Regions from separate parts of the Danio rerio genome. Here region 2 is linked to region 1. The links are chromatin contacts, called in public HiChIP or PLAC-seq maps. All regions are on one chromosome and are shown on one strand. The core of a region is the stretch at or near the end of the contact, and the rest is flanking DNA. Distances in the headings are between cores, read along the strand shown. Region 1 holds the start of LOC100332608 (C2 calcium-dependent domain-containing protein 4C). Region 2 holds the start of hdgfl2 (HDGF like 2).

The links. HiChIP or PLAC-seq counts read pairs in DNA pulled down with a chosen protein or histone mark.
Region 2: a contact with region 1 is called in an H3K4me3 HiChIP or PLAC-seq map of gastrula embryo, with 2.1 times the contacts expected there. The contact joins the promoter of hdgfl2 here to the promoter of LOC100332608 in region 1. A contact is called at or near these places in 2 of 4 datasets of contacts at active chromatin or transcription factors (embryo and gastrula embryo).

Annotation. Positions count from the first base shown.
Region 1 is chr22:21,983,918-21,989,597 of GRCz12tu, reverse strand. LOC100332608 (C2 calcium-dependent domain-containing protein 4C) reads left to right here and starts at 2,074. Exons shown (of 2, transcript XM_005170537.6): 1 at 2,074-2,200; 2 at 3,921-5,680. The coding sequence starts at 3,961. The coding sequence ends at 5,226.
Region 2 is chr22:22,099,653-22,105,332 of GRCz12tu, reverse strand. hdgfl2 (HDGF like 2) reads left to right here and starts at 2,577. Exons shown (of 16, transcript NM_001002037.2): 1 at 2,577-2,701; 2 at 3,263-3,339; 3 at 4,313-4,451; 4 at 4,535-4,705. The coding sequence starts at 2,630. It overlaps ubxn6 (UBX domain protein 6), which reads right to left and starts at 1,571. Exons shown (of 11, transcript NM_001044780.1): 1 at 1,302-1,571; 2 at 731-882. The coding sequence starts at 1,384.

The sequences.
Region 1 (5,680 bases), core at 825-3,324:
TTTTGTGCTCTACAGACTTCACTTTTTCGGTGCAGTCAATTTTGCCAATGACTGAACAACTAACAAGCAACGATGGAGTTGTGTGTTCTTGTCTGACAGTAGCCTAGAGAGTTTTTCAATCCTTCACTGCCAGATTAAAGGCTACCTAAAATATATCTATATTGGCAAATTACAACATAATAATCATTGAAAGATTCAATCTTTTGAGTTTCATTAACAGCCTACATGTTGGAAAATATGATCTAGAATTACTGGAAAAGAAAATAGCCTATTTATTGAAACATTGCAAAAGATTTTAACTTGAGAACTGACAGACGCTCTCCCAACTAAACACAACGCAGAAAGATACTAAGCCTACAACTCAGCTTAAGGGTTTAGTTTAAGCGTAGCCTTTTCAGAGAGCCAAACAAATACAAATTTCACAGAACTTTATGAATAACTATAGGCCTATATATTTGTATTTAATATATATATATTTTTACTCAATCTGACAACTGCAATAGATGTGGCAGATTAATAAACTTAACTTGTCAGTTTGAGATGATAGCTTGAGGAGTCGTTTGTTCAGGGTGCGTACTTTGCGCTGTTTGTTTATTATTTTGTATATTTTCATTTAGCCTATACATTAACTAACTATACCCTGTTCCTGAGCTATAGATTGAGTGGTGATATTTAGCTGAATTAGCCCATCAAAATAATACATTGAAACGCTAGAAACGTTTGTGTTTTGCACAGCCTATTGTACAACTATGTTAAACTTCTGATAAACAATGATAGCGAGCCTCTGCTCTCGTCCAGGATGACTTCTTCATGACTAGAAAGAAATGTTGAGATTGTTAAGATCAAGTCAGCACCCTCTAGCTGCAAATGATAACCAATAATATAATGCTCCGATTCCCCACTTGAGAAAACCAGCAACCTCCTGAATAAAATAGTATTTGGATATTACTTATTTAGTATTTGGATATTACAATATAGTTTCCTAGAGAAAGGGCTGTGTTTTTGTAACATAAACCAAGACTGGACGCGACACTAGGTTGATTTCGCTGCTGGGTGCATATATGTGTAAAAAAAAAACTGTAGAGATGAACACTGGAGGTAGAGAAAATGTTTTATCTGTTTAATATATATCGGCTAAGAAGCACGTGTTTGTATCATCGTCAATTAAGAGTGCTGGTGAAACAGAAAAATTATGACATGGAGAGGTAATTTGATAGTGTTTTTAATGTGTTTTTAATAAAAATAGACAACATTAACCGAGACGCGACCAGGTTGATGTCTCTGTTCTGGGTCCTAAAGGCAAGAATAACAGCTGAATATCTCAAATACACCCCCCCAACCCCCCCAAAAAAAGAAAAAAGTAAAGATGAACAAGGGAGGTAGAGTGTTTTTATTTGTTTATATAGATCTTCTATAAAGCGCGTGTATACCAATTCAGAGTGCTGGTGAAATAGAAAAATCATGACACGGAGAGGCAATTTGATAAAAAAAAAAAACAATAGGCCTATATTGCGTTAGAACTTGAATAAACTTTATAACGCAAACACAATATTACTCATGCATATTAATACAGCTGTTCTGTCAGTTAAATCAGTTGACTGTTGAATTTCTCAATTTTAAAATAACCCAACTAAACACCAAATGTTTAACCTGGTTGAGTTATTTAAGAATAACTCAATAAAGGTTAAAAATAACCCATCAAATTACCAAATATTTTTAAATCAACCATTAGATTCAATAGGCTTAAATAACGTTTTTTAGAGTGTAGTAAGTAAGAATGAACTGTCATGAACCTGTAGCTTTGCTTTTCCAAGTTAACCCTTAACTTGACTTATTTTCAGACAGCCTACTGCATCATTCATATCCACTTAACAATATGTGAAACCCTAATCTTTAAATCAATCAAACGCCTTGTTTTTTTAGATAAGCATTCATTCCTGATTGTTTACAGCGTTCGGCGTCGCTGAATCGATACATCACCAATTGGAAGAGCATCGTTTCCTCTGATTGGCTCGTGGAGGCGCGCGCGTCTGCAGCAGGACTATATAAGCGCAACAGGCGACCTGCGGATCTGAACCTCTCTCACCGCAGCCTGAGGAAAACACAGCGCACACACACTTACTAATGAACACTGAAGTGCCTGTGAACGAGTGAGGATTCTCGAAGAGGGGAAGACATTTTCAGAAACAGCGAGTAACAGGTTTGAAAGTTTACTTTACTTCAACTAAATTGTGATAAAGAATTGTTTGGATTTGGAATGATTTTGTACAATGTACTTCATCAAAAAACAATGCACTAAGACATTTTTGAAAGCTTTCTCATTTAATATCTCGTGATAAGCTGTTGTTTTGTTTTTTAGTTGTGTAAAAAAACACATTTAAGATGTATTTACTGTCTTCTTTTATTTGGTTAGTGATGCTTTAACAGGGCAAAATATACATTCAAAATGCATTTACTGTTTTTTGAGGGTTCAACAGTACATTAAAAAAACAATCTGGTTTCCCACTTTTTCTTTTGCATGCAAAAGCTTGTGTGGATGTTACATATTAAAGAAATGAGATCTGATTTAGTTCCGATAAAATATTTTTTAACAAATTCTATGAATTAGCCATCAAATAACATGTTTATTTGAGTTAGATGGTGAGCAAGCGTCAGTTGTCAGAAAAGTTGATCTCTGAATCAGAGAGACCATCGGTGTGTTCAGTGCAACCTGTTGCTGTTCATGTGAACTCAGTCTCAGTGTGGATGTTCATCAACTGAGTGTATCAAATAAATTGTTTGGTGTAACAGTTTATCACACTCAAACATTTTTGTAAACGACTGAAAATGTAAGTATATTATAATTTTTGATCCTGGAGTACACTGGACTAAAAATAGTGATTATTTCACATATTTTACTCATGCAATGAATGTCTCTCCAAAGACTAATGAGGTGATGATTATAATCAGGTATGCTGCAAAAGGACAAAATGTACAGAGACTGTAACTTCAGGACTAGGACTAAAAATCAAAAAAGAAAAAAAAATCCATGAAAAAGGAATAGTCATCTACATCTTATCTAAAATTATGATTTGTGTAACATCATAAAGTTAGCTAATGTTATTTCATGGATAATTAAAAGAATGTGCTGTTTCCCTCATAAGATCACTTTCTAGAGTCTAAAGTTTTAGTCGTATATCATTTGTTTAAAAAAGAAAGAAAAAAATATTCTAAAAAAAAATTGTAAGTAAAATGTAATTAAGTATTTAAAGTATCCATGCATTAAAGCTTAAACCTACACCAGCACAAAAAAAAGGTAATCTATCTTCACCAATTATTTAATAGATGTTCAGAAACAATGTTGGAACAATGTTCACCTGCCGAGACACCCTTAGCAACAAAAGGCTTCTTAAAGGAATAGTTCACACACTTGTTCAAAATCCTTTTGGTTTTCTTTCTTCTGTTGAATAAAAGAAGATATTTTGAAGAATGCATGTGGCTGGACATAGAAAGTTTTTTCCTACTATGGAAGTAAATGGGTGCCAGCAACCAACATACAAAAGAATATCATTTATTTGTGATCAACAAGAGAAAGAAACTCATTAAGATTTAAAACCAGATGAGGGACAGTAAATAATGAGGCAGTTTTATTTTTGGGTATCCATTAAAGCATTTTTCATTAACAGATGGACTGAAAATTATGACAAAACATTTACCAAACCCTTCATTATTCAACTAAAGTTAAATGTTTTTCTTTTGTAAAACAACTTGAGGTGACAATTTGAGGTGAATTTTATACTTTCCCAGAAAATTACTGTATAATTGACCTTGCAACTTTAACTGGGACAGATGTTAATGATATAATGATATATTATGGTAAACTGTGAGGTATTATTAGCTGTGAGGCTCACTGTTGAATGTTCTGTTGTGTGTGCTTACAGGCAACCGTGCATCACCCAGTGGGTTAAGCCCAAACGGATCATGTGGGTTCTGGAGAAGATCCGGGACTCAGTTGAAACAAATGTGCTCCGACAAGGAGAGGCGGGTGAAAAAGGAAAGGCTCCTGTTTATAGCAACGTCCTCACACCAGATAAGATCCCAGATTTCTTCATCCCCCCCAAGCTTGTAAGCTGCCCACCAGAGACCGAAGCTTCTGACGTCAAACCCAAAGAGAGTCTGAAACCCTCGACGTCTGAACAGACCATCAGCAACAAAAAGATCAGCAGCCCTCGTAGTCCGCGATTGGTCAGCAAGTTAGCAGGAGACACCAAGAACTTACTGAGGGCGGCGAACCGCCACATCATTCAAATTGAGAGTGCGGATGACGTTGTAGCAGGTGACACCAATGCTGACCCTCAATCCCAATCCGCCATGTCACTTCCTTACATTCCAAAAACTCAGACTTCCTACGGCTTTGCTACATTGATGGAGAGTCCCCACACCCGGCGGAAAGAGTCCCTCTTCCACTGTGACCACACAAGCCCAGTAACATCACCCAACACCCAACGCAAGTCCCAAAACAAGAGTCCTAATGAAGGGAACCACCTCAACCCTCCGGATTTTAACACCTCACATATAAACCCCTACCGATACTTCAGCGGGGGCGAGAGCGACACTTGCTCTTCAGCAGAGTCCTCTCCATTCAGTTCTCCATTGCTCTCCCGATCTGCCTCTCTACTGAAGATCTTTACTCACGAAACTCAAGCCAAGGTCGCAAAAGGGAAGCGGACATTTGCCAGGCATAGTTCCTTGTCTACGGATGAGTGCAGCTCAGCAGAACCAAGCCCTAATGTTCCTAGACGGAGTCACTGTTCGTCCTTGCAAGCCGGCGGAGCTCTGGACCATCTTCATGGCGGGGACCGCCAACACAAAGAGCACACCATCAACATGCATAAAGGAGGCACTGTCCGACTTTGTGCAGACTACGACGCTGGAACGGCCCGCTTGCGATTCCGCATTATAGCAGCCGAGGACTTGTACGATCCCATGTTTGACATTAAGAGCATCAACTGTTGCGTATCGCTCTACCTCAATCCAGGCAAGTTGCAGAAGCAGAGGAGCACGATAATCAAGAACAGCCGCAATCCCGTCTTCAACGAGGACTTCTTTTTTGATTCGGTGACTTCGGCTCAGGTTAAGGACCTCGCTTTGAAGATCAAGGTTGTAAATAAAGGCACTAGCCTGAAAAGGGACATGCTGCTTGGTGAACGAGAGGTCCCTTTGTGCAAGCTCTTGTCTGGATTCTAGCCCTTCATAATGAGACCTTGCCTTCAAAGGTGGAATAAGGTCTTCTGTACTAGATATTTGCTTTGTTGTCCTTTCACGTAGTCTGATGTGGTGGTTGATTTAGTATTTAAAGGTAACAAACAACCACCACCTGCTCGAGATCAAGGTATAAGTATAGCCTGTAAATATCGAAAAGTCTTTTTGTAAGTCGCCTTCTGTATTTTGGTTGTGCAACTCGTTTTAGCCTAATTAAAACCAAGCATTTACCTATTTGATTGTAAAGACTTTTCCATCGAGCCGCAGACCTTTGAAGCTACACAATGGCCTTCTGTGCTAATGTTAGCTTTGATCCTGGATGCATCTGCTGGCTAATTTGGAGGATGAATAACCAGACTGAACAATGTTTTGTTGTGTGTCGACGTCATGTTGGCGTAAACTTGTAAATGCGATGATGTATTCCTGCAACATGCAGAAT
Region 2 (5,680 bases), core at 1,328-3,827, 120 kb before region 1:
TGTGAAAACACCCTGCTGAAACGAGGGGATTTCATGCTCTTTAAGCATTTCTCCCAAAGAAAAGCCTGTCTAAGCAAAATGCTAGCATGCGTCTGTAGCTCCACTCACACTCCGCCTCTTTGCCCTTATTTGGTTACCCCCGATCGGTGCGATGACGTGCAAACAAAATGGCCCAGGTTGGCCACGCCCACCTGAGCTTCATTTGCGCTCTTCAGAAACCCATGGGTGACGTCACGAATACTACGTCCATATCTTTTACAGTCTATGGTGTAATCATAAAAGCAGCTAAATTATTTGTAATTGTAGGCTATTCGTTTCATAAGATCAGTTCAAACTTTTATGAAGCGTTTTAAATAAAATAAGTTATTATTGTATAAAAATATAACATTTTGAAATATTTATATTTATCGGAATATTTCAGATATCGGCCTCCAAATCTTAGAGTTATCGATTATCAATATCGGTCTAAAAATATTGGTGCATCCCTATATTAATTATTAACCAATGATTGCCCATTGCTCAAAATGTGTGTTCACTGCTGTGTGTGTGCACCCTTGGATGGGTTAAATGCAGAGCACAACTTCTGAATATGGGTCACCATACTTGGCCACATCAAAACAAACCATTATTACTGAAACAAAATCTCCTCTCCCAAATGTTTTTTTTTACCGTAAATATCACACACCAGTTGTAAAAGTAAAAAAAAAAAAAAACTTAACAAATAGTTTACCCTGATTTCTTATGGCATCCTGGGACGTGTGCACCTTGGGCCGGTGCTGCTGCTCGATCCTGGCGAGGGCCGCGGCCCCTGCCATCTGTGCTCCCGCTGTCGGTGCCTTCCTGGACGCTGCATGAGAAGCCTGTGAGGCCTGAGGTTTAGAGCTGCAAAAAACAACAACAACAGATTTCACTCATTTCTCTAGTTAAAGCCCTTATTGTGACTAATAACACTCTAAAAAAAGTCACTCCCACGTGACTGACACACTAAGCCTGTTAACCTATGCGTAATTATAGCGTTATAAAAGGATAGTCTCACAGCTCGATCCTGTTCCGTGTTCTGGATCCAAAACTAGCAATGTAAACCTAAATGTGTAGCCTGTGCTATATATGTAGTCAATGTTGGGATCAGGAGAAATGTAAACATGCATATATGTTGTCGTATATCAGTAAAAATGGCATTCACTTCTATTGCGAGAAGGTCTATAATGGCATTTTAATCTCACCATATTAATGTTGACGTAATGTAGAGCAGTTTTCATGACAGACCTCGTACACACATCTGATGTTTGTTTTGTTTTTACCTTGATTCATCTGTAAGTTTCTTCCCTGGCCCTGCTGACTTGAACTTGATGTCTTTCTTGATGTCGTCGAAAAACTTCTTCATTCTTAGAGATAAACTGTATGCTAACGAGCTTTTTTAAAATGCAAGATAACTTGTTTTTAATTATTTATAACTGTCAGACACACCACCACCCAAGCGATGTGTTTACAACGGGAAAGGGACTGTTTCTGAACCGGAAATGTGGTCATGGAGAGGTCGTGACGCAAACGTGGAGTTTTAGCGACACCAAGTGGAGGGAAGAAAAATGACAATGGTTTATATGAGCTGAAAATCAGAGATATTCATACCTGTGCATGAAAATAAATAAGCGGTCGTTTTTTCATAAAATATTAAATTGTATTAAGACTTAATTGTATGTATTCATTCCTCTCAAAAAGTATTTTTATTGTGAGAATAAAATCAGATGTTAGAAACAAATTAAATAAATTGTAATAAACGTTTCTTTATTTTACTTTGCATGATAACAGTTTTGGGGTGCATCATACTGAAATAATAAATTAGGAAAAGAGAAATAAACTCAAATGTGTAATATTTCATGTAAACGAAATTACCACATTTTGGTTTCTATTTTTACTTTCTATAGAGGAAAATCAAGTTTTTGTTGTACATGTTACCGCAGAATATGAAATATCATTGTAAAGTCTCTAAAATATATTCATACATTTTAGAATAGATGAGCGAAATGTTATCATATTTTTGTTTTAAGTACTTTTATCTTGCCCAAACATGTAAAACCTGATCACAGCAGTAAGTTACGTGGAACAGAATTTTTGTTATGAATGGCTCTTTTTTATTATCTGTGTAAAAATGTTTCATTTTACTTAAAACTACTTTATGTAAAATTACTAAAATCCTCATAAAGATCCCAGATATGAAAAATAAATCGCTAAATATTTTGTATTTTTATTAAATTCGAACAAAAACTTGTAAAGAAATGCAATCTCTTTGCAAATTTAAAAAATAAAATACACGTTTACTCTAAGGTAATTTTTAACACTTGTTTCATAATCAGGTCAGCGCGAATCTTGATAAAATTTTATTAAAATTACAGTGTAACGGCGTACACATTGTGCAAAGAGTGACAGACGGTTCCTTCAATCAGCGGTCCTTGGAGGGAGGGACTTCCGCTGACGAAAAATGGAATTGGCGGAAACCGCCTGCAGTAACCAACCGCCTTTCCTCACGTACTGTATCAGATCCAGGTCTCGCTGTCTGTCGGCCTGAAAAACGGACCGTGGACGGATAGAAACGAGCAGAACGAGGAGCGGTGCATAGAGGGACGACAAGATGCCGCACAACTTCCGGCCCGGGGATCTTGTCTTCGCTAAAATGAAGGGTTACCCTCACTGGCCGGCCCGGGTAAGAGCAGCGGGAGCTCGCGCAGGGTTTGCGGTGCTTTGAGCGCACACCCCCCAACAGACCCTCCGCAACCAGCTTTACCTCTAATTACCCTCTAATTTCCGAATGTACTCTGCATATGTGCAGATAAACCTGCAGTGTATGCTGATTTAGAAGCTAAGCGGGTGAAGGGATGTTTTGTTTTGTAGTATTTGCTTGGTAATGAATGTATGAAGCTAGCAGGCTGGCTAACTTGTTTGCTGGAGGAGCAGCTAAGGTCGCGTGATCGCAAAGTCCTGTTTATTTTAGTTGGGGGTCGTTTTTAGATGCATAATTTGGGAAATGGGAATAAGTCCTTTATTTGGAGATGAGAGTTTTGCATTGTTTTGATTTAATCACATGGAAAGTGTAAATGAAGGGGTGTTGAGTTGTAATGTTTACACATGGAGATACTTTGCTGCACGTGTTTCACTCTGTGCAAAGTGGAATATTCATGTGTAAAAGGATTTTTGTTTTTATGAGCTTTAAAAAAACCAATGAACATGCAAATCACCTTATATTATACGTTTTTTGTTCTTGCAGATTGAAGATGTTGCAGACGGGGCTGTCAAACCACCTCCTAATAAGATCCCCATTTTCTTCTTTGGGACTCATGAAACGTACGTAAACATTATTTTGTTAAGTGTGCACCAGGTTGCTATTAACGAGTAAAGATCTCGTTATGAGGTTTACTGTATTCTTTTTCTTAATGTTGACTAAAGAATTATTTTTAAAAGTGTGGTTTGTGCAAAACGTGCATGGAGTAATCTTATCTAACCCCACAAGTCAACAGGTGCAAGTGTAGGACCCTTTTTAAGGCATAACTTCTGTGCACAGTCCATATGTGGATTTCCTTTCTTCTTTCATTTTGGTTTGCAGTTTTTATTGCTTAGGATGATATTATAAAGATTTTTAGTTATTTGTAAGCTGAGGTTCATATCTTTTTGATTTAAAAACAAACATGTCATCTCAACATGAAATGAAAAGTTAGTGTATCTATTGTCCAGCTGTCTGTTATGCATCTCATTGTGAAAATAAGATTTGTGGATTAAATAGTTATTTTTTACCTCTTACATGTAAACAAAGTGTTGTGACTGGATATTCCACTGTAAATTACAGACTTTTCCGGCCACAAAAATGAAGATGTTGTTTATATGAGTAACCCAAACACAAAAAAGTCTTGTGTGTTTGGATGAAAGGTGTCATGAAAACATAATACTATTTAATATGTGACCCTGGACCACAAATGCAGTCTTTTGTTCCACAAGTATATTTTTGGCAATAGCCAAACATGTATTTTAAAGGTCATTCTTTCTCTTCATGCCAAAAATTCATTAGTATATTAATAAACATCATGTTCCATTTAAGATAGTTTTGTACAGTTCCTGCAATAAATGTATGAAACATATTATTTAATTAGCATTATACATTGCCAAGTGATTAATCTGAACAACTTTAAAGCTGTTTTTCCTCAATAATAGGATTTTTAAACCTTTAAATTCTAAATGAATGTATAAATTACAATTTCTATGACTTAAGTCATCTATGATCATAATTCTGAATTTAACTTTTAAAATGTTAACTACCTTCCAGAGCATTCCTTGCACCCAAAGACCTTTTTGCATATGAAAAAAACCAGGAACGCTTTGGGAAACCCAACAAAAGGAAAGGGTTCAACGAAGGCTTATGGGAAATCCAAAACAACCCCCATGCCTCCTATAACACCCCTGCTGTAAGTCTTCATTTCAGCCTCCAAAATCATCTGTCATTCTTAAGGGCTGTTCTGATTTGTCACATTATCTTGTATTTGTTTAGGCTGCATCATCATCGGACAGTGAGGACAACCAACCTGCTGCTGCAAGTGATGCGGAGGAAGAAGAGGAAGCAGTGGTACCAAGAAAAGCCGAAACGGGAAGTGATGATTCTGACTCCGGGAGTGAGGATCAAAAGAAGCCCGCAGTGAAGCGGAAAGCTCCTGCTCCAAAGGTATCAAAAAACTCTAAACATCCCCAACATGAACATTTACAGTGTACATTTTTCAATCAGTTTTTCCACAGTATGATGTATTACACTTTCAGCTGCTTTGGTTTTTTGTTTTCAGAGCTGTTAACATCAAAGATTTAGTCAGTTAATGTCAGTGCGAAATCAAAATTAGTTTATTTTGCTAGCGCTCATTGTTAGTCTGGTGCTTCTCATGGAGAGGGCTGTTTGCCAGATGTTTACAAAACTTTCTCTCTCTCAGCCGCCATTGCTGTTGTGTTTAGCAGTACACTGAAGCAGCATGACACATTTAAACTCCTGCTTATTGCAGCTCAGGGATTTCAGAATGTTATAAAACAGTATTCCCCTTACTCTGTTTTATCAATCTTCTTTTTGCCCTCAAACGAACAACACTGAGACCTTGAAGGTGAACAATGAATCCATCCAATTTAATCCACTGATAAAAGATTTGTTTTGGTAATCTTTAATCATTGTCTGACCACTTGCTTCTGCAATGGAATGGTGGTCTTTAGCCTCAGTATTCTTAACCATGCCCCTCTTAAGAGCAGTACACTCCAAGCCGACGGCAAACAACTAGCACAGTTGAAACCCAGTCATGTTGTTTCCTCACATTGGCTTATGTCTGGTTTAGTCTATAGACCTTTTTCTTGGAACGCAAAATTACCCATGATGCTTTGCGTGTATGCGCAAGGAGAATGCTAAGAACTTCCAGTCAGCACCTGATGCATGTAAACAGTCACATTTGGACAGCTTTGAAACGATAGTTTTAATTTATTTTACCAGCTTTTATCATCTTTGAACTAATTTGGTTGTCCATCATCACCATCTCCTGGACTGATCATTTAAAAAAAAAAGCGATGTAATAGGATGGAAAACAGCTGCTGTGAGGCGTTTTTCCCTCGTTGTCAGACGGCATCTTCTGCCGTTTAAATGAAGCCTCGTCATCGCTAAAGTCAACAG